Linked DNA regions of Mus musculus: region 1 is linked to region 2. Evidence: chromatin contacts called from public promoter capture Hi-C data. All regions are on one chromosome and are shown on one strand. Each heading gives the region's core, a stretch centred on a gene start, on an enhancer-like site or on the middle of the called end of the contact. The rest is flanking DNA. Distances are from core to core; before and after follow the strand shown. Region 1 holds the start of Zfp354c (zinc finger protein 354C). Region 2 holds the start of Mgat1 (mannoside acetylglucosaminyltransferase 1).

The links. Promoter capture Hi-C pulls out the DNA fragments that hold promoters and counts their contacts.
Region 1: a promoter capture Hi-C map of pre-B cells shows a contact between it and region 2, with 2.8 times the contacts expected there. The contact joins the promoter of Zfp354c here to the promoter of Mgat1 in region 2.

Annotation. Positions count from the first base shown.
Region 1 is chr11:50,825,131-50,830,547 of GRCm38.p6, reverse strand. Zfp354c (zinc finger protein 354C) reads left to right here and starts at 2,817. Exons shown (of 5, transcript NM_013922.4): 1 at 2,817-2,969; 2 at 4,038-4,122. The coding sequence starts at 4,090. It also overlaps a transcript of Zfp879 not described here.
Region 2 is chr11:49,248,162-49,253,494 of GRCm38.p6, reverse strand. It overlaps Mgat1 (mannoside acetylglucosaminyltransferase 1), which reads right to left and starts at 2,943. Exons shown (of 3, transcript NM_001110150.1): 1 at 2,840-2,943; 2 at 1,821-1,945.

The sequences.
Region 1 (5,417 bases), core at 1,568-4,067, 1.6 Mb before region 2:
AAACATAGTACTGTTTTGGGAATATGTTTTTTTTTTTTTTTAATCCCAGGTGTGGGGCTGCTTCAGACTGTCCACAGCAGCTGACATGATTTGCCTCATGCTCTGGCAGGGTACATGATTCTTCCAGCTGCAGATAGTTTCTGCAAGTGTATGGCGGTTGGAATTCTGAGGACTCTTAAGAGAGTATATAAATACAAGAGCCCCTGAGAGAGATGTGGCAGCTCACCCCTCTCCTGCTGTTTGCATTGCTGGTTTCTGGTTGGCGATATCCTGACTACAAAGATCAAAATTGCCCCCAAGGAGTTCAAAGGTCCTCATCAGCAGGAAGTAGTCTAATGACATCATCACCCCCTCTCCCTCTATCCTTTCTCTCCTACCTAGTGTTGGGGGTTTGGAGGGGATAAGGGTGGGGAAGGTAAGAGAAAAAAAGAACGCACAAAGAAGCCAAAAGTCAGGTTATAGTACCACTCTTGCGAAAGGCCCTGGTTCAATTCCCAGCACTCATGTTGGGTGATTTCTAACTTGCTGTAACTTCAGCTCCAGGGCATGAAAGCTTTTGGCTTTCATGGACATCTAAACTCATATGAGAGTATACACACTTAAAAAAAAAGTTTTCTCCCACAACCAATGTTAATAGCTGCGGTTTTCTATTCCCATAATCTCAAATGGTTCGAAGGTATGTAGTACCTATTAAACAAAATAACAGCAGTAGTTTCCCTTACTGGGGACTAGGATCTCCCCAGCCACAGGTTTTGCCCTGGAAAATAGAAGTTTTCTCCAGTGAAACAGGCTTTAAATGAAAATGGACAATCCTGGCTGTACCCATACTATGTTCGTAGCTGAACAAGAATATTGGCATCGGCTCTACCCCAGGAGCCTGCACAGCTGCTTTTGAGCACTTTGACAATGAGCTAGCACATGGAGATATCTTCCAGCTCAGGCCAAGCCTGAATTCTCCATGCTCCTGCAACGAAAGAACGTGACATCTCCAGCAACAGGAACTCTCATTTAGTTCTGGAAACAAACAAAAACAACAACAAAACCAGAAACAATTGCTTTTGTAGGGTAAGAGGGCCTCTATGGCCAGTGATACTGATAGAGGCAACACATACCTGAAACTGGGATTTTTTTTTCACTCAACAGACTGTGGCTTCTGAGAGAGCCTCGGTTTAGCAATGAAGGGCTATTTAAACACCTTCACTGCTGAGTTTTTGTTGTTCTTTAGGCTGACTTCCCAGATCAGAAATATAAACTTGAGAGAGTTAAGGTTATGTTTTTCTTTTAAACAAACAAACAAAACAAAACAACGAAACCCTAGAGGTTAGAGGTAGGCAGGATCTCTGAAGGTCCATTGCTGTCCCAACCAAATGGAAATTGATTTTAGGATTCAGCAGCTAGCTGGATTTAAAAAAAAAAAATCAAAAGGCATTCAATCAATTACTTTTATTTTTTAATCCTCCTGCTTTCTGAAGCCATCCTGGGATGCACATCAAGGCCCATGTCACATTGTTTTCTGTGTATTGTATACAGTAAAAATAAACTACAATGTGTTTAGCAAATTGTATCTTATATCTTGGGTATCCTAGGTTTGGGGCTAATATCCACTTATCAGTGAGTACATATTGTGTGAGTTCCTTTATGAATGTGTTACCTCACTCAGGATGATGCCCTCCAGGTCCATCCATTTGGCTAGGAATTTCATAAATTCATTCTTTTTAATAGCTGAGTAGTACTCCATTGTGTAGATGTACCACATTTTCTGTATCCATTCCTCTGTTGAGGGGCATCTGGGTTCTTTCCAGCTTCTGGCTATTATAAATAAGGCTGCTATGAACATAGTGGAGCATGTGTCCTTCTTACCAGTTGGGGCGTGGACACTATGCCCCCCCTTAGAATTGGGAACAAAACACCCATGGAAGGAGTTACAAAGACAAAGTTTGGAGCTGAGATGAAAGGATGGACCATGTAGAGACTGCCATATCCAGGGATCCACCCCATAATCAGCATCCAAACGCTGACACCATTGCATATACTAGCAAGATTTTATCGAAAGGACCCAGATGTAGCTGTCTCTTGTGAGACTATGCCGGGGCCTAGCAAACACAGAAGTGGATGCTCACAGTCAGATAATGGATGGATCACAGGGCTCCCAATGGAGGAGCTAGAGAAAGTACCCAAGGAGCTAAAGGGATCTGCAACCCTATATGTGGAACAACATTATGAACTAACCAGTACCCCGGAGCTCTTGACTCTAGCTGCATATGTATCAAAAGATGGCCTAGTTGGCCATCACTGGAAAGAGAGGCCCATTGGACACGCAAACTTTATATGCCCCAGTACGGGGGAACGCCAGGGCCAAAAAGGGGGAGTGGGTGGGTAGGGGAGTGGGGGTGGGTGGGTATGGGGGACTTTTGGTATAGCATTGGAAATGTAAATGAGCTAAATACCTAATAAAAAATGTAAAAAAAATAAACTACAATGATTAGTGATGTGGGCTAGGGTTCTCCTAGAGTTTTGTTTTGTTTTACTTTTTTTGGTTTTAGTCTCGCTATGTAGTCCTGGCTGTCCACATGTAGTCAGTCAGGCTGGCCTGGTACCTATGGGTACCTCGCTCCTAAACCCTAAATTCCACTTTTGTCCTGTCACATCACTTCACCCTCCTAGCAAACAAGTCTGAGGGACTGACTGAGAGAGCAGGGACAGGCTTGCTGGATTTGCAGTGCAACACGACCCGACTCAGCTTTCAGAACGCGCCTGGCCCCGGTGCCTTCTGGGAGGTGTAGTCAGAAAAGACCTCAGGCATGCCGGGAGTAGTAGTTCTCTGGGGCTTCTCCCGGTGGCGGGGCTGCTCGCGGCGTTTTGGGGGGCTCCTGGTGGAGGTGATCCTGACTGTGCTAGGAGAGAGCGTCTGGGGCCGACATCCTCGAGACTGCTCGTGCTGAGAGTGGTGGGAGCGAGCGCCGGCGTCCGTGAGTGGGGTGAAGAGGGGCGACCGGGGCGTAGCGGGCGGTGGGCTTCCCGGCGAGCCCGGCGCGGCCTGGCGACTGCTCTGCGGCCTCAGGCTCGGGGATCTTTCTGCGGGTTTGGCCCTCCACGAAGCGTGGCTGGGACCAAACTGCGGATCCAGAGGCCTGTGCATCTTCTGTAGCATCTTAGCTATGCAGATCATAAAATCAACAGCCGATACCTAGCAGTCTAATCTAACTTAATGAATTAGCGCATCTAATAGCAAGTTACAGGCCCCTTGGCCCTTCATTGTGCCTATGGTGCAGAAGAAGAAACCAAGGCACATTGTGGCCCGAGAGTTCTCTGAGTCTTGATCGGAGCCTTAGACTGAAAGCAGAATTTCCTTCCCATTTGTGATGCTTGCTGTCTTGTCACTTTGGGCAGGCTGTGAACCTCCTGGCTGTCCACCTCAGCCACGTCGACAGCACAGCCCCACCTCTGCTGCACAGAGGACTGGTTCCAGGAATTCCCAAACAGCCAACACTTAAGTTCTTGCGGTAGACAGACACAGCATTTGCAGAGAGCTTGGACACATTATCCTTTGTACTTTAAATCAGTCCTGCCCAACCTTTTGACATTGCCACGAATCTTGTACAAGGTGCTAAAGGGTCTGTAGGTGGGTGTGGAGGGATCAGTGTAAGAAAGAAGAAGAGTGATTAATATACAGAAGGGATGTAGTTTTGGCAGGTTGGCTTTGTCAGTGTTCCTGTCATTTGGTACCATTATGGGTGGGTTTTAAAACTTAATTTATTTTCATGTGTGTATGTTTGTGTCTGTTTGTGTGTCTGTGCCCATGAGCACACAGTACCTAAGGAAGCCAGAGAGGATGTTGGATCCCCTGTAGTTACAAGTAGCTGTGGATAGCCCAATGTGGGTGCTGATAATCAAACTTCTTTGCGAACAAGGGAAGTGCTTTTAATCACACAGCCACTTCTCCAGACCCCTTTGTGGGTGGCTTTACCCTCCTGGCTCCAAGCCTTCCCTTTGTACCAGAATTCCTTACTACACCTTTTTTTTTTTTTTCTTCCCAGGCATATTTGGTCAGCACTCGGCTCTCCTTTGGCAGAAAAACTAAGAAGGGAAATGGCTGTGGATTTGCTGGCTGCCCGAGGCACAGTAAGTGAAGCTTGTCTTTGCATAAATTGCTTTCTGACTCAGATGTGGATGTGTTTCCATTTTCTGCCCCTGCCAATTTTTTCCCTTGCAAAATTAGCATTTAACAGGGGTATGCAAACTCCAGTTTGAAGCTGACCTGCAAAGAAAAGATACAAAAGCCTCCCTCCTCACACTTATCAAAGGATTCTGCCAGGCCCAGCACAGATGATAGCCACCACCTCATAAGACCTCCCAGGTGCTTTCTTTTTTTATACAGGGAGTCCTTCAGATGGAGTGCCTACCCCATTGTGTTAGCCAAAGACAGAGCTGTGAAGGTCTCCCTACCATTGGATCTCTCCTCTGGCTCAATCCCAGAATTCTCTCTTCTCCCTCATGTCCCATTTCCTAATTTCCTGCCTAAACCAAAGGCTTATTTATTATTTATTTTTTAAATTATTTCTATTTTTTATTTTATGTTATTTATTATATTATATTTTATTTATTATTATTATTATTTATTATCAACAGGTACCACATCCATACAGACATAAAACATAATTTAAAATATCTTCTGTGGCCTTCAGTTGCCAGGGAAATTTGGCCCTTTCTTTTGGGTTCTTAACTTCATTAATAAAAGAACCTAGACATGTACTCAGAAGCTTGAAGAAAATGTTATTAGAGGCTGAGAAAAATAACAGTTCAGGCAAGCAGTAAGTCTTGGCAGCTGCCAGGAGGAGTGAGATAGGAACAAGAAAGGCAGGTTCAGCAACGGAGATCAGCAGGCTCCTGATGGGCAAACTGTACATGTTAGGCCTGGTTCTTCCTCCCAGACCCATGCTCTCAGAAGTAAGACTGAGACTCAAAATATAGTTACACATACCTTGGCCATGTAGCTAGGCTCTGCTCTGAATAGATCATAACTAAAATAACCCAATTATTTTAACCTACGTTCTGCCACCTGGCTGGTTACCTGTGCTCAGGTACCATGTGTCTGTCTCCTCACATCTTTCCAAGTGGATCTCTCACCTGGCACTGTCCCAGAACTCTCTCCTCCCAGATGTTACACTTCCTATGTCCTGCCTAAGCCATAAGCCGTCAGATTTATTATTGACAGGTACTACATCCCACAGCAGACAGTTGTGTGGTGGGGGAAGTAGCTTTTGAGAATGGGTGAGAAACCCCAGAATGCCAAGGAAACCATGTTTAGGATTTTGGCCAAAAAGAAAAAAAGATAAATAAAAAGAAAAGTTACAGTTTTTGGAATAACTGAAAGTTGGGCAAGCTCCAAGGTGGCACTGCCCAAAGGCTTCTGGGAA
Region 2 (5,333 bases), core at 1,694-4,193:
ATTTCCTCATCCAATAGCAATAGCTGAAGAATTTAGAAAGTGGGGCACAGAGGGAAGGACCTGTCTGTTTTACGTTGGGACCTCGGGTTGGAAGACTCAAAAGCTAAGGCTAGCCTCCTATAGATGCATGGTCCATAACACATGTGTAATCTAATGTTGATGTTGACTGGGACACTGGCCGGAGTCACCATCATGTGCTCCTTCATGTGGCCCAGGCTTCCAGTGAACTCAGTGGCTGGGTTCCAAAGAGAAGGAAGTGCTCCAAGACGTCAACGGCATGGCCAGTTGAAGCTTTTTCTTTAGGCAGCCTTGGCTCACTTTTGCTTTCTTCAGTTCCTAAGGAGACTGCTAGTTCCTACCATTCCTATGAGAGAGCAATGAGGTGGAGAGCCGGCTCAGCTGTTAAAAGCACTGGCTGCTCTTCTATAGGACCCAGGTTCCACTCCCAGACCTAGATGGCAGCTCTGAACTCTCAGTAACTCCAATTCAAAGGGCCTCTTTAGGCCTTTGAAAAAAACAGGCATGCAAGTGCTGCACAAACATACATGCAGGCAAAACATGTATATGCACAAATATTTTTTAAAAAGAGAAATGAAAATGGAAAACCCTACCAGTGTGTGAGAAGAGGACAAAGTTAAACTGCAACAGCACTTATGAACAAAGCCTCTTGAAAACTCTTTTGCCATATTTTCCTTTTAAAAATAGAATACCCTAGGCGGGGCATGGTGGTACATGCGTTTGATCACATACTCCAGAGACAGAGGCAGGCAGATCTCTGTTGAGTTTAAGGCCAGCCTGGTCTACAGAGCAAACTCCAGGACAGCCAAGGTTACATAGAAAAACCCTGTCTCAAATACATACATATATACATACATACATACATACATACATACACCAAAACAAAACATAACATACAACAAGAGCAAGCAAACAAATAACAAAATAAAATATCCATCAACCCTGAACTGAGTTTTTAATATATCAGTTATGAGATTTGCCTGTAATATGCACACTCAGTTTAAAACTTGCTTTCATGGTTCCAGTGTTTTTAGGACTCCTTTGAGGAAACTAGCAGGTGAACCCACACCACCACGCACAACAACATTTGCACCATGGTGGGGTGAGACCTGAGTCTCGGCATACTGAAGGTTCTGCCAGCTGCCAGGTGGCTCTGGCAAGTCTTGCCAGTCCCTCTGGGGCCTTCTCACATTCTAATCTGAAGGAGCGCATAAGAGCAGGCTCCTTTCTAAGACGGTGCACATAGTGCAAGCTTGCCTACTACACCTGATGCTCCTCCTGCCTCAGCCTGCAGAGTTCTGATATTACAAGCGTGCACTAGCACATCTAGCTTCTAACACTCTGGATTCCATGCTTGCCCCTCTCTGTCAGAGGCTGTTTCTTAGGCAACAAGCAAACAGCAAATAGTCAACTTCCAGCCAGGAGCAGTAGAGCAACCATTACTCTAGCCTTACAACTAAGTCTCGAAATGGAAGAACCGTTGATGAACTGTCCCTCCTGTTTCTGCTTTGCCAGTATGATAGCAAGCACAGCTTAAACAAGTACAGAGCACATAGTGTCCATCACAGATAACGGCTCTCTAAGTGAATTACTTTCTTGTTAGACTCTGTATGATGTACCAGGCTCCATAATTTCAGAGGGGAAGAAGAACTGAAAAGAAGTCCGAGTAGATATGCTAAATAATTCAAGAGTATAGAGGGTAAGACCTAGGAGGGATACAGGCTATTCACCTGGGAACAGGTCAAAGGGAAACACAATGCTGCTATAGCCTGGCACCAGACAGACAGCCCTGAAGCCGTTACCTGAAGAACCACTGCCTCAGTTCCTCTTCTGTAAACAGACAACCGACTTTTGTCTTCTCCACCGCCCTTGATGTCTGGATTAGAATGGCAATACCTTGACGTCCGAAGCAGAAAGTGAGTTTAACCTGTTGCAATGACATGGAGTTTGAACACACTGTAATACAGCCTTCTGAGAAACAGAAGTGGGATGTAATGTTGCCATTACTGGTGATCTCCATGCTAAAAAGTCAAGGACTAGTGACTGGAAACGGGAAGACCCCAGAATCAAGGACGCTCTAGTCTAAATAGTACTAATGACAGGCAATCAAGCTGGCCAGCAATATTCTCAAGCACGAGAGCCTTACAGTAGCCAAGGTTAAAGAAAAAGAAGCTTCACCAGAAGGCCACTCTTCCATGGAGACTCGAATGGGTGGGCCACAGTCCCTCTGAACCACATTTTGAACAATGGGGGGGCTCTGCACCTCTTGGGAGCCCCCTGTTCCAAACATACTAGAAAGGAGGCTAGGAAAAAAAGTTTTCTTGCCAAATCACATATTTCAACATTGAGTCAAATTTTCCTTGTGGCTGAGCAAAAGCCAGCCCTAGTAACTTATGAAGCCTGGACGCTGGGGTGAGGCTTGCATAAAGTCCACTTTCCACTCCAGTCTCCCACTTCTTCAGGGCGACCCCATCTCTCCCCTGCCCTGCCCTGCCCTGCCCCGCACCCAAGGTGCCCTCCTGCCGAGTTTCACAACAGCTCCTCCTGGAGAAGCCACCCTCCCTCTAGCAGCTGAAGGCCAGGAATCCTGTAGCTGTGCGTTAAGTTCCCACTTCCCCGCGTGGGGGAGACTGCGCGCTGCGCGGCCCCGGGCGGGCCCGCCACTCTCACCGCCCTGGCTTTGGAGCACACTCGGGACTCAGACCCGACTCCCCTGGCTGCGCGGCCTCTCTCCTCCGGGGTCCTTGTCCTCCTGGGACAAGCCCCAGGACTGAGGACGCTGGCGTCCCCCGGCCCAGCTCACCGGATCCTCTCAACTCACCCCGCCTGGAACCAGGCTCGCCCCGGACCGGCAACACCCAGCGCTGGAGCGGCCTCGTCCGGTCTGGTTGGCCTTCCTGCTAGCCGGCAATGTGGTCCTTCCCCGGGAGGGCGGGGCGGCGCTCCCCAGCCCCTAGGCCCCTCTGTTGGTCCCCGCCCTGCCACGGGCGAGTCCGCGCTGGCCCCTCCTTCCAGGGCCTTCCTCTACTGCTGACTTCCTGATCACCGGTCAAGATCTAAACAACGGGTCTTCCCAAGTCCCCCAACTTCGAAAGGCAGTGGTAGCAGAGATGTTTGTTTGAGGCCCTTTCCCTCTCAGTTGCAGCTCCTGTGTAGATGCCAACCCCACTCACACCCTGAGCCTTGTCCAGTAAAGACTTTTCCCAAGAGTGTCCCTTGTCCAGCCCAGTGAATCTAGAGATTCACCGACTTTGAGGGGTGCAGCACTTGGTGGTGTTAGAAGCGTTTCCTCAGCAAGAAGAGCGTTCACCAACCTCAATTCTAAGAACCTGGGAACCATTCCTCTATGCGAGGGAAGTTGCAGACTATTAGTTGAAAAAAAAAAACAGCAAGAGAGGGGTGAGGGTGTGCAAGCAACAAGTATTCGGTTTCAAAAGGGAAGATAGGGAGGAAACACCTGCTGCCCAAGGTGGGTAAGAGCCAGCCTGCCGCCGTTTCAGTTCTGTCTTGTGTGTGTGTGTGTGTGTGTGTGTGTGTGTGTGTGTGTGCCCCTTTATGGGCGGGGAAACCAAAGTCAGGCCTGTACACTGAACCTAAGTCCTGAGGAAGGAAAGAATCAATCACAGGCTTTTGGAGTAACCCTAAAAATGAATGGGAGGGGGAAGGAAACCCCTGGATCTGTATTCCTTGGTATTTTTTTAAAGCAAAAGAAACATGGGAGGGGCAGGGAGACTCATCAGGACCCAACTGAACAGAGTACTTGGTAAGTACCTCAATCAGAGCCTCAAGCAGCCTGAGTGGGGGAGGAAAGATGACAACCAGGAGTTTCAGGGTCTGATTTAGATGTCAGCAGTGGCCCCGGAGCACAAACTATTTCTGAGATCTGAGCCGTGCATTATTAGCAACTCACAGTAAGCCACATCTCACTGACAGGACCATTTTGGAATCAGAGATGTCTGGGAATCCCTACTGTCCACTCACCATGGTACCACAGCCCCCACTGGCTCCCACATCCTGCTGTGCCTGGCCCTCTGCATAAGCCTTGGCTCCAACCACCCTTGGATCTTTCACCCATGAGGGGAGCAGAGGCACTGCCAGTTGATTACTAGATATACTCAACCTCAGACAGACCCTCCTACCTACAGACTTCATCACTACTGTTCCAGAGTCCCCAAGGTAACCGGGACTTTTAGGTCTGTGCTTACTGAGTGTTACTCACTAACTTGTTCGTACCAGACACCAGGAATTATGCAGAAAGTGGGAGTACCTTAAGGGCCCTTGTGGGCAGGTGAGGAAGTAAAACAAAGTTGTCAGGAGACACTAGGAAGCTGCCCTTCCGTCCAAGCCTGTTTTCTTGGCCTCTCTGTACACTCTCCCGCATCTCTGCAGAGCTCAGCAGAGAGAAGTCTGAGGCTTTGGGTGTATGGAAGCTGTTAAGTCAGAAGTCATAGCCAGATTTTAGATTTAGGCATTTCAGCTTCCAAACCTGGTACCCTGGTGAGCCCTTGAGAAGGACTGCTGAGATGGCTTTGTGCCCATGTGACAGGACACAGTGGGGCAGCGGAGAAGCTTCACAGTAGCAGCTGGAATTCTGCCCTCACGTAGAGGAAAGGGCTGACGCATGAGGGAGGGAGGAGGACTGTGTGTGGGTGTGGTGTGTGTATGCCCACTATTTCCAGTTTAGCTGACTGCACAGACTGTGACAGGAAAGTCAAGCCCATGCATGTGCCAAGAGAATGCCAATGTTTATATACTTTAGGCCTCTTTCTACTTCCCATAAAAAGGAATTAGGGACTTATAGCCTTCACACTCAGTGCCAAAGTGTGAGAAAAAAATGACCAAGTTCCCTGGATGTGTAAAAAGTTGGGAAACTGGTCTGAAGATATCCAAAATATAAGGAGCACAAATCACCATCCTGGATAAAATCCATACATAGTAGGTCCTGAAGATGGTGAAGACGAGGCAGCCCAGGCCATGTCAGAGTGACTTTCCTGCCAAGGCACTTAGACAGGAAGCAGGTCAGAACACAGAAACTCCCCACCACATCCATCTCTTCAGCCCTTTGTTTAAATTCCAAGGCTCACAGAATGATCCCCAGCAAAAAGGCTACCCTGCCTCCGAAAAAAAATAGGCTACAACATAGAATTTGGATTGGGTAAATTTTAAACAAGGGTAATAGTATTTGGTCTAAGCAACAAGCACGTATCAGTACTGAGGCCTTGGGCTCTACAGAGCTTACACTAGGGAAGAAAGTAAGAAATGGGAGCTGCCTGTCTAGACTCTGGGGATGAGCCTGGGATCAGATTATGTGCAAA